Regions from separate parts of the Callithrix jacchus genome. Here region 1 is linked to region 2. The links are chromatin contacts, called in public Hi-C maps. All regions are on one chromosome and are shown on one strand. The core of a region is the stretch at or near the end of the contact, and the rest is flanking DNA. Distances in the headings are between cores, read along the strand shown.

Region 1 (5,992 bases), core at 2,650-5,149, 110 kb after region 2:
AAAACTCTGTCTCAAAAAAAAGTTGTTTGTATGAAAAGGCTACAGGCCATGGGCCTGGCTCGTATGTGAGAATCCCAACCTCACAGCCCTGGATTTTAGCAGTATATAATGAAACAGTGTTGAGACAAGTTGGGGAGAGGTAGGGAGCAGTTTTTTAAGGAGTGAAAGAAGGAGTGAGGAAAGGATTTAGGATTAATAGGGTTGGATACTTTTTTTTTTAGCGACTTTATACAAAGGCTTAGTTAGAATAGAAAAACCTGGTATCCTGCACCCTGCAAAAACTGCAGAATAAAAAAGAAGAAGAAAAAAGAAAAACCTGGTATCCAGAAGTGAAAGTAGCAACCACACCCTGCAAGGAGGGAAGCTGTTGTCTGGTGGATGGGGTGGGGTTTGGGAAATTAACTGGATACAGTTGGCAGGGAGAGCACATGTATGCTGGTGAAAGATTATAACAGATGGGGAAGAAATTTGGGCTTTGGAAGACGATACATGATACCCCTTTGAGTATAGATGCTGAAGAAGCAGGAGGGTGAATTAAAAGGCCAGGTTGCTATAGACGTGATAACAGGCTTTGTTTTTAAAGCCTGTTGTGGGATGGGGTACTGGGGCTGGGCGGGGTTAGTGTGGTTAGGTTTTAAGGGGATGATGAGGGGTGAGTGACTTGTAGCACTGGATGGGAAAGTGCTGTTTTACACCCTAGGGTTAAGGCTGGGGACCATAAGGGGAGCTACTGAGGGAGGTATGGGTTTGGGGAGGAGGGTGGCAATGAGGCGTGGCTGTAGCCCAGAACAGTTAAGGAGGCAGACAATTTTGCTAGGCTATCTCGGCCTAACAGGGGAACTAAACAAGTGGGGATGATTGGGAAAGAATGTGGCCTAATGGACACCAGACCTGGGGAGTTGTGAGAGGCCCGGAGGCCTTGCCGTCAATTCCCACAAGGAGACAGGGCCTCGAAAACAAGGCAGGGTGGAGTGGGTGGCCTCCACGTTGATTAAGAAGGGGATGGACCCCGAAGTTTGGTGTTTGTGATGGTCCAGGGGGCTTCTGAGATGCTCGGGCAGCGTTAGTTTTTGGCCAATAAGCTGAGGGTTGAAGCTCCAGGAGCTCTGGGAGCAGCGACGTGAGTCGGACAGTCGACTTTCTGTGGGGGCCTTGCACAGATGGGGCAGGGCTTAGGAGGAATCCTGGGCCTCGCACATTTCTCAGCCCAGTGGCCAGGTTTCTGACATGTGAAGCAAGGTCCAGGAGGGGCGGCCGGATGCGCTACAGTCTGGGTGCTTTGGAGTTTCTGTGAGCCGGTGGTGTGGCTGGGGTTTGTCTTATGGAAGAGGTAAGCATCTGTGGTTCTGAGATGTGCTGCCTCCGGGCAGATTTTTCCCTATTATTGAACACCTTGAAGGTGAAGTTGCTTAATTCCTGCTGTGGGGGTTGAGGATCAGATTTTAATTTCTGTACATTTTCATAATGTTGGGGTTGATTGGGTGATAAAATGCAAATTAAGCATTTTTTAGGGGTGAGAGTAGAAGTAAGGATGAAATTTAAGTTACTCCAGGTGAGATTATAGGACTGGGTTAAGTACTGGAGGATCTGATGAAAAGCAGCCTAACCAGTGGCCAGTATGGGAAAGGCTGGACAAGGAGAAAGGAATGTGCACCATGCCTTTGGCTCCAGCCGCCTCTGGAAGGGGGAATTGTTGGGGAGGGGCACGGGACTAAACTGTAAGCCTGGCTGAGTATGAGGTGGGGAGGTGTCAGGAGGGGCATAAGGAGGTGGGTTGTGGGCAGAGGAAGAGGAGGAAGGCTCTGGGGGTGGGGTTAGGTTCTGGATTGGGGTCTGGTTCAGACAGGCGGGGAGGAAAACCATTGGAAGGGTTGATGGACAAGGAAGATTCTGGCTTACCTCCGGAGGAAGGAGGGGCAGATGGAAGGGAAGAGAAGGAGTAGAGATTAGGGAGGGATTGGAGTGTAAAACAATGCCTGGACGTAGGGAATTTTAGACCATTTGCCTGTCTTGCAACAAAAATTGTCTAAATTTTGTAAAATAGAGAGGTTGAAAGTGCCATTTTTTGGCCAATTGGAGCCGTTGTTTGACTTGTATTGTGGCCATGCAGTGTTACAGAAGAAGGTGAGACGTTTGGGTTTTAGGTCAGGAGACAGTTGAGGAGGTTTGAGGTTTTTTAGAACACAGGCCAGCGGAGAGGAGGGAGGGATAGAGGACGGACGATTGCCCATGTTCTGGAAAGGCAGCAGAGACAAAAATAGGCACACAGCCCAGCCACTCAACAGGCGTCCCTAGTTGAGCCTGGGTTGAACCTTGTCGTTGGTGAGCTGTCAAAGAGAGCATCCTCTACATTGACCTGCCACAAATAGCGGCCATGAGCCTGGTGGGTGAGTGACTAGGGTGAATGTGTCTCCACGATAGTCAAACCCCTGGGGAAACTGGGTTCCCGGATCCGTGACCTACGTAGGATTTTCTGTTCATGAACCTCAAGAAGAACCTGGTTTACCTGATTTTCCTTGTCTTTGCGGTGGAAAAAGGACGAAACTGAAAGGCAGAGAAGTGGAAAGGAAAAGACAAAAGGATGGAAAAGCCAGAGAGACTGCTTACCAAAATAGCCGGTGGTGTGCGTCTGTGGGCTGGTCTGATGACCCCAGGTTGGCAGGCAGATCTCTTCATGGAGGGAGCACAAGAACAGGGATGGGGGTTTGGTCTTCCGTAGGAGTTCCCCCATCCCAGGTTTCCGGCACCAAATACTGAAAAACTCTCGCTTTGAATGACGAGACCTTCCAAACAGGCTTTGTGTGAGCAACATGGCTGTTTATTCACCTGGGTGCAGGTGGGCTAAGGCCGGAAAGGGCATTAGTAAAGGGCAGTGGGATAGGAATTGGTTTGATAGGTTTGGGTAGTTTTTTTGGGGGCCGGGGGTGTTGCAGAGTAAGTTCAGTTACAATGGCAGGGTTGAGTAAGAGCTATTTATATTATCATAAGAACAGTTGCCGGGCACGGTGGCACGTTCCTGTAGTCCCAGCTACTCAGGAGGCTGAGGTGGGAGGATCACTTGAGCCCCGGAGTTCTGGGCTATAGTGCGCTATGCCGATCGGATGTCCGCACTGTTTGGCATCAATATGGTGACCTCCCAGGAGCTGGAGACCACCAGGTTGCCTAAGGATGGGTGAACCGGCCCAGGTTGGAAACAGAGCAGGTCAAAACTCCTGTGCTGATCAGTAGTGAGATCGCACCTGTGAATAGCCACTGCACTCCAGCCTGGGCAACATAGCGAGACCCCATCTCTCAAAAAAAAAAAAAAAAAAAAGAACAGTTATGATGGCATGGTTGGGTGAGGGGCTTGTTCAGAGAAGCTCTGCTGGGCGATCAGGGACAATGGTGAACACAGGCAGGGGGTGGGAGACATCAGCCGAGGCAAGCAGGACTTCAGACTTTCAGGCTCCAGACTTGCATATGGAAACCTGACAGTGGTCAGTAGAATCACTGGTATGTGCACTGCAGAGCAGAGTTTATAGAGCCTATGGAGCTAGTGAAGAGACATTTCAACACTTGAGTCTAGCCCAGACCAGAGCTCTGAGTTCATTCTTTCTTGGACCACATTCTTTCCTAGAAAAAAATGTGAATATGCACACAGGCAAGATAACAAGCAATCATAAGGAAGCTAGAATTGTAGCACCAAACATCCAAAGCAGCTTCTTCATTCAGACAATGTAGCATTGATCCCTGTATCAGTAACATCTTCCTCAGTGCCTGGCACTGAATAGATGCTAGTTGAATGGATGAATTGGTTGATAATAGTGAATTGTTGGCATACTTACTGAGTTCTAAGTGATGGGTAAAATACAGGAGAAACATGTTGTAGATTGAATAGTAAGGGTGGATGGGAGAGGGGAGTTTTCGGGGAGGTCCCAGTGCTGGGAGGGGCAGATGCATGGGAAAAAACAGGTTCTACAGCTTAAGCTCTTGAGAAAAGCACAGATGGGGGGGGAGATAAGAGAGGAAAAGACCTTGACGATAAGAAAGTTTGCATTCATACTGTGCTCACTGTTCATTGGGGTGCATTCTGCTCTGCAGAATAATGTTTGACAAGATAATGTGCCAGTTACCCAGTAATCTAAGAAATCACATTTCCAAAGTTTTCTGGAGCTGTAAGCCCAGGAGCTAATGGAGCTAATGTTGTCCTGGCTGACTGGCCATTATCTCCACACAAATCAAAGTACATTTCCAATGCCACCCCATTTGGAAACTTTTGACCTCAGCCACTTGGTGTTAATTTTTAACTTAAAACCACAACTTTAAGAGCAAAAATTTTGTTATTCCAAATAGACAAGAAAAAATTATTTTTAATGTAAATGTTTTAACACAAGCTTAAAACTATTTAGGTATTGGCTGGGTGTGGTGGCTCACGCCTGTTAATCACAGCACTATGGGAGGCCAAGGCAGGTGGATGGCTTGAGCCCAGGAGTTTGAAACCAGCCTGGGCAACATGGGGAAACCTCGTCTCTACCAAAAATGCAAAACTTATCTGGGCATGGTGGTGCATACCTATAGTCCCAGTTATTAGTGAGGCTAAGGTGTGAGGATTTCTTGAGCCTGGGAGGTTGAGGCCGCAATGAGCTGAGCGTCACTGCACTCCAGCCTGGATGACAGAGTGAGACCCTGTCTCAAAAAAAAATTAAAAAAAGAAAAAGGCCAGGTATGGTGGCTCACGCCTGTAATCCCAGCACTTTGGGAGGCCAAGGTGGGCGGATCACGAGGTCAGGAGTTCAGGACCAGCCTGGTCAACATCGTGAAATCCCATCTACTAAAGTTACAAAAAATTAGCCAGGTGGGATGGCAGATGCTAGTAGCCTGTAGTCCCAGCTACTCGGGAGGTTGAGGCAGGAGAAATGCTTGAACCTGGGAGGTGGAGGGTGCAGTGAGCCGAGATTGTGCCATTGCACTCCAGCCTGGTTAACTGGGCGAGACTCCATCTCAAAAAAAGGAAAAAGAAAAAAAAATATGTAATATATATTTGATACATATGGTTACCCATACGTACCAAATAATGCAGTTGTGGATCATAAAAAAAAAAAGGGGTCAGATAGCGTAAGTAAATGGACCCAGAGCTCTGTCTAGTTGGGATTTACTTCTAATATTCACCTGCTAATGATTCCGTGAGTTGCCAAATTAGAAATATACTTGCCCCTATTGGTACCTCATGAATTTTCTCAAATATCAAATGACTTCAATTTATGACTTTCTTTCAAGTTAACTTCTAGCAAGTTTCCTCAGAATTGGATTAAACCCTAGTGAGACATTCAGTTACGGATCTTCATAAATGCTGGTTTAGTCTGGGAAATTGTTTCAGTCTGGATCTCTTCAATGCTTAAACAATTATTTTAACTTGTTTTGTAAAAATTATGATCTAATTATTTTTCAAGTATACTTGGGTTGACGAAATGCAGCAGTGGGGTGTGCCTTTTAGCAGCAGAACAAACCACTTTTTACATTCCTTAGAAATAAGATATGGTTAAGTATTTTAAATCATAGCAACAGTTGATAAGAAAAACAGCAAAAAGGTAATCATTTCCATATGGAAAGAAAAGGAAGAACCAGTGAAGCTGTGAACTGTCATTTTTCCATATAAAAGTCACTACTGGTAGATTTGGCAGAAAGGGCAAATGTTCCTATTTCTCATTTTTACATTTGTTAATACACTGCATGTGATGTGTTTTATGGAAATACAACATTCCCTTCAAACTCAGCTGTCAATTTCTAAGCATGTTTTGTCTTGGGTGAAACCAAATCTTGTGCGTCAATTTCATCAAGTAACCATATTTCCTTGGTGATAATTTTCTCAACTTATGAAAAATTTAGGTGAAAATTCCTACCCCTTTTATTGAAAAGCATATAACCATCATCCATACCAGCTGGATACCTATAAGTAATTTCATTCCTATTTTTTTTTTTCTTTTTTATGAGACAGAGTCTCATTCTGTCACCC
Region 2 (6,119 bases), core at 2,119-4,618:
GTGCCATTGCACTTCAGCCTGGGCAACGAGAGCAAAATTCCGTCTCAAAAAAAAAAAAAAAGATTGCAAAAATTAGCCAGATATAGTGGTACATGCCTGTAATCCCAGCTACTTGAGAGGCTGAGGCAGAGGAATCGCCTGAACCCAGGAGGCGGAGGTTGTACCACTGCACTCCAGTCTGGGTGACAAGAGCAAAACTCCATCTAAAAAAAAAGTCTAACCCAGGGCTAGAGGGCATACTTTCTCTTTTTCCTTTTCTTTTCTCTCCTTTTCTTATTTGAGACAAGGCTGGAGTGCAGTGGCACAAATATGGCCCACTATAGTCTTAATCTCCTGGGCTCAAGATATCCTCCCACCTCAGCCTTCCAAGTAGCTGGGACTATAGGTGTGCACCATTACGCCCAGATATTTTTTTTTTAGGGGTAGAAATGGGGTCTCTCCATGTTGCCCGGGCTGGTCTCAAACTCCTGGGCTCAAGCAATCCTCTCGCCCCAGCCTCCTAAAGTGCTGATATTACAGGCTTGAGCCACTGTGCCAAGCCTCACTTTTTCTGTAAAGGGCAGATCCGTAGCTATTTACACATCATGGGCTATTCAGTCTCTGTGCAACTACTCAGATCTGTCATTGTAATGAGAAAGCAGTCATAGACAGTACATAAATGAATGAATATGGCTGTTTTTCAGTAAAACTTTATTTATAAAAACAGCAGGCTGGATTTGGTCTGCAGTTTATAGCTTTTTAACCCCTGTTCTAACTCATTGAATGGCAATAGTATACCAGAAGAGACATATTGTGCCTGGAAACCTTAATGAGAGCTAGCTGTCTTCTAAGGATTCTTATATGGTGTCTGTGTATTTGGTTCATACATTTGCCAAATAAATACTATCATCTGTCTCTCCTTGATTAACATGATGCTTTAGAAAACAATATAGTTGTGCATAGGTTTGAGTTGTATTTAAAAAACCATTAAGAGGAAAGAAACCACTTTTTATGAAGAGAAGCAGAAGAATTTTTTCTAAACGAGCTGTCTGATGACAGCGAGATTTGTTTCCAGTTTCATGTAACCATTGGTATGCTCAATTCCTCTTAAATACCGGATTTTACAACATTGCAACATTTTGAGGAATAGGTAACTTGCAGATGAAGTTTAGATGTCATATGTAGGATGAACAGGTCTAAAGATCTAAGGTACCATAGTTGTAAAATTATAATGGATTAGGGATCTTTGTAAGGTAGAGTTTTAGCTGTTATTTTTTTAAAAGTAGCTATGTAAGATGATGGATATGCTTTATGATTAATTTGCTTTACTACAGTATAATCATTTTGTTGTCTACATGTATACTATAACATCATATTGTAAGCCTCAATTATGCCCAATAAAATTTATTTCTGAAATGTTTAGGCCAGGTTCAGTGGCTCACACCTGCATTCCCAGCACTTTGGGAGGCCAAGGCAGGAGGATCACTTGAGGCCAGAAGTTCAAGACCACACCAACCTGGGCAACCTAGTGGGACCTGGTCTCTACAAAAATATATTTTTTTAATTAGCCAGGTGTGGTGGCATGCTCCTGTACTCCCAGCTATTCAGGTGGAGCTTGAGGCTGAGGTTAGAGAATCGCTTGGACCAAGGAGGCTGTGATTGCGCCACTGCACTCTAGCCTGTGCAACAGAGTGAGACTCCGTCTCAAGAAAAAAAAAAGTTAGGTTGTACACAATTAGGAGAAGTGATTGGGTTATTTCAGCAGCCACCTTGTAATTATTTCCCACTAACAGAGAAATGTGATTCATAATTCTGTAAATAACCAGGTTAACAAAAATAGGAACTTTGGTACTTGAGTATGAGAAATGTATTCTGGACATGCTCCCTACATGCATGTACATTATTATGATTCATCAAGGTATAAGACAAGACGATTAAAGAGCCATTTGTAAACTCTATGTAACATTCAGGATTTATAAAGGCTGTTCTTTTTTTTCTTTTTTTTTTTGAGACAGAGTCTCACTCCGTCACCAGGCGCCAGGCTGGAGTGCAGTGGCGCAACCTTGGCTTACTGCAACCTCCGCCTCCCGGGTTCAAGCAATTCTCCTGCCTCAGCCTCTCCAGTAGCTGGGACTACAGGCACGCGCCACCACGCCCAGCTAATTTTTTTGTATCTTTACTGACGGGGTTTCACCATGTTGGCCAGGATGGTCTCGATCTCTTGACCTCGTGATCCACCCACCTCGGCCTCCCAAAGTGCTGGGAAGGGCTGTTCTTAATAATAACAAGGAGAGAAGTCCATCAGCTACAGTTTATTCTTTTATATAATGTGATGTATGTACAGCTTTTGACACTAGGTGGAGCAGTTTCCTGGCAAAAGGTTTCACAAAGCCCTGTACCCCTTTCAATCAAGCCCAACTTCTAGACAAAGAACTGTAAAGAAAAGAAAATCTATCAACAATCATTTTATAATTTTAAAAGATACCCAAATATTTGGCTCTGAGTAGAAGGCTGAGTATATTTTATGATTTTTCTGTTTGCCATATATTTTAACCATTGGATTTCCTCACAATTGAAGATTTAAGTAGGAGGGATTTTCTCATGTTTTAAGTGTTAGAGTTCTACTTTCACTTGAAAGTAGAAAAGTCGGGGAACTACTCATTTATATTGTAGAATAGATCAGGTTTTATTAGAAGCTGTAACATCAAGGTATTATCCTTTGAATGATATGTCAGCCATTTGTTTAATAGAACCATTTTTATAGAAAAAAATACCTGACTCTTTGTTATAAATTAAATATAAATAAAGTTGTGAGATATGTGCCCCTATGTAAGACTCAGCAGCCTGTTTCTGCTTTAAAGTTTGGGATTATTTCATTACTAAAAATTGTGTTAAAATTGTACATTTATCTCTAAGTACAGGTCAATGCACAAAGAAAAACAAAAAATATATACATTTTAAAAATCTGCCATCTCATACTCATGACACTGTCTGTATATGGCACCCTAAGGAAAAAGTGCTACACTTCTTTTTCTTTTTTACCTGTAGATGTCAAGGAATTTATTTTACACTTTTTAAAAAGCTGTTTTTTCCTTAGGTATAGACATTCTGATACTTTTTAACTGTTGACTGTTGCTGAAAGTAAATGTTATTTGGAAAACTACATTGATATGGGTTGAAATAAAATAGTGATATAGTTTCAGTAAGTGAAATATTGTAGTAGTTGTTAATACCATGAAGTGGAATCATTCTTTAAAAAAATGTTAACCAGCTTCTTCCCTATCAATTCAGCTTGACTTCTGAATATTGCTTTATTGTTCACTTGTCTATCCTCCTTTTAAGACAAAAAAAGGAAGGAATTGCCAGAAGTTAAGGCTCTGGTATGACTTGCTACCAGACCCTCATAACTATGGCTGTAAGTATGCAGTGACTCAGTGCTGTTTCAGGAAGACCAACAGACCCTTCTTAGAAAAAAATTTATTTGCCTTTTGTTTGATGAGGGCATGAAAGCTCTTCTCCCCATCATTCCCTAAGGAATGACTCATATATTAACTCTGCTGAGCATCACCACATCAAAAGAAGAAACCAAGGTCTTCAGGACATTCGGCTGGGTTTTTGCCAAGCAGAGGGGGTATGCACAGACTGGGTAATTTCCTGCCCTTAAGTTTATTAATGTGTGTGTAAATTGAAGCCAAGAAGATTTAGTTTAGCTTAAGTTTGTTGTCAGACATACATTTTAAACAATTTATACTAGCCCCACTTTTTTTTTTAACAGCTGTCTCATAAATAAATAGCCCATTTCACCTGAAACTTAAGTCAACTGTATGATCAAAAGTTGCTTGGGTCTAGAGAACAAAGGTGAAAATGCTTTGTGTGTGTGTGTGTGAGAGAGAGAGATGGTGACTCACTCTGTCGCCCAGGCTGGAGTACAATGACGCGACCTGGACTCCCTGCAACCTCCATCTCTTGGGTTCAAGCGATTCTCCTGCCTCAGCCTCCTGAATAGTTGGGATTACACGCCACCACACCTGGCTAAGTTTTTGTATTTTTAATAGACACAGGGTTTCACCATGTTGGCCAGGCTGGTCTTGAACGCCTGACCTAGAGTGATCCACCCACCTGGGCCTCCCAAAGTACTGGGATTATAAGCATGAGCCACCATGCCCAAGCAAACATGCCTTTTAACATGGATTAATTCAATATAATAAAAATAGTTTCAAAGGCAGAATTTATAACTTGGAGCATGAACTGATACTATACAGTTTATATTTATTTTGTTTTGGCCAGCAATTTTATACTTGTACTTTTTTAGTATAATCTCATATTTCTACCTATGACCTGGGTAACAGGCATTATTAGGTTTTGTGTTAAACAAAGGAGAGGAAGTAGAAGTTACTGACAGTAATTTACCAACAGATTTAGAAAACTGAAATCTACATTAATGCATGCCCAGGTTACTGCTTTTTCACAGTGTGTTTCTTTGGTTTTTGGTTTTGTTTTTTGTTTTTTGTTTTGAGACAGGGTCTTGTTCTGTTGCTCAGGCTGGAGTGCAGTGGCATGATCATAGCTCATTGCAACCTTGAACTACTGGACTCGAGTGATCATCCCATCTCAGCCTCCCAAGTAACTGGGACTACAGGGATATGCCACCACACTGGGCTAATATTTTTTCTTAGTAGAGATGGGATCTCACTGTGTTGTTCAGGCTGGTCTTGAACTCCTGGGCTCAAGTGATCCTCCTGCCTCGGCCTCTCTAAGTGTTAAGATTATAGGCATGAGACACTGTTCCCAGCCTGGACTGCATTTTGTGAAGAGAGACCAGAGGCATAACTTGGGACCTTCTTCACAAAAAGAATATAAACACTGGTTAAACTTGTCAGTGCCCATTGGGAATCGACATTTTATACTCTAGCCTTCTAGAATTATTTGCTGTAGACTATAACTGTGTTTTCTGACTCAAATGAGAAAAACAATGATTAAAAAAATTCTGAGAAGAATTCCTGTGTTTGCAAAAGGGTTTCTGAAGTCCTCTGAAAGAAAACAAAGGTTTTGCAAGTCATACAAACAACCATTTGTCATCTTTTTTTGTTTATTTATCACCCAGATATTCCTAATGAATCACATTCCAGACTAACCACTGACTGCTTTTGTTCCTTAGTGAAGAAGTGTGACAAATAAATGTTTTCCCAGTGAATCAGAACAGGATTCTTGATTTTATTACCTTTGCCCTAAACTTTCCAGACAAAACTAATTGGAAATTTTGCCTTTGGGATCTCACTTGACTTCTGTGTATAGATGATGGATTAGGCTATGAATTGACATTACAGATGTTGTGCAAACAACTCTAGTCTTTAGGAATGTTTTATCAGTTCTAAGGGAGCCGTCTAGAGTGGAAGAATGTCTGTCTCTTTTGTCTGCTTGTCTTCCTTAAAAATACTCATACACACACACAACACACATACTGTACTCTCAATGTGTTGTATTCTTCATCTTGGTTGATAAATATACTTGCCTAAATTAGGCTAATAATTAACTAATACGACCATTTTTAGGTCTTTCGTTTTTAAAAGATGTCTCTGTAAGAAAGGACCCTAAAGTAAACCCAACAGTATTCTGTCTGTGGTCTTTTGGATGGTATACTGTTTTTCTTGATAAAACATAGACATGAATATAACCTTTTCAGTCCTTTAAATGCTACAAAGTGTATGAAGAAGGTATAATTATAGTAAATCATGAGCTGCTATAGTATAAATCCAAAGAACTTGAAAAATTCAAAATCCAGAAAATTGTTTACTTACTTAAAAGTAAGCATCAGCGTGTATACTTGTTTATCATTTTACTAATATGATTTTTTCACAAATTAAAGTATGAATATATTATTCACCCCTTTCTTACTGTGACCCTAATTAGTGTTTGTGGTACAAGGATTTATTTCTCTGGGTTTACACAGATACTACATTATTGTCAGAAAACTACTTAAAGCTCTTCACTACCAGATGAGGATGGAGAGAGATATATATATGGTTTTATATAATTTTGCCCCTCTAGGACAATTTTTTTTTTTTTTGAGACAGTGTCTCATTCTGTTACCAGGCGCCAGGCTGGAGTACAGTGGCACAATCTGGGCTCACTGCAACCTT

The links. A called contact is a pair of places that touch in the nucleus more often than the background predicts.
Region 1: a Hi-C map of skeletal muscle shows a contact between it and region 2, with 9 times the contacts expected there. The contact joins two enhancer-like sites. A contact is called at or near these places in 2 of 3 Hi-C or Micro-C datasets (induced pluripotent stem cells and skeletal muscle).

What each region holds. Positions count from the first base shown.
Region 1 is chr5:94,437,617-94,443,608 of calJac240_pri, forward strand. No RefSeq gene overlaps it. Among named protein-coding and RNA genes, the nearest start is that of TUBD1, 36 kb to the right of the region's middle. Within about 2 kb of position 3,900, at least 4 of the 16 cell types and tissues checked have an H3K27ac peak or open chromatin away from gene starts, as enhancers often do.
Region 2 is chr5:94,329,438-94,335,556 of calJac240_pri, forward strand. The region is part of intron 5 of VMP1 (vacuole membrane protein 1); the gene reads left to right. Among named protein-coding and RNA genes, the nearest start is that of VMP1, 46 kb to the left of the region's middle. Within about 2 kb of position 3,369, at least 5 of the 16 cell types and tissues checked have an H3K27ac peak or open chromatin away from gene starts, as enhancers often do.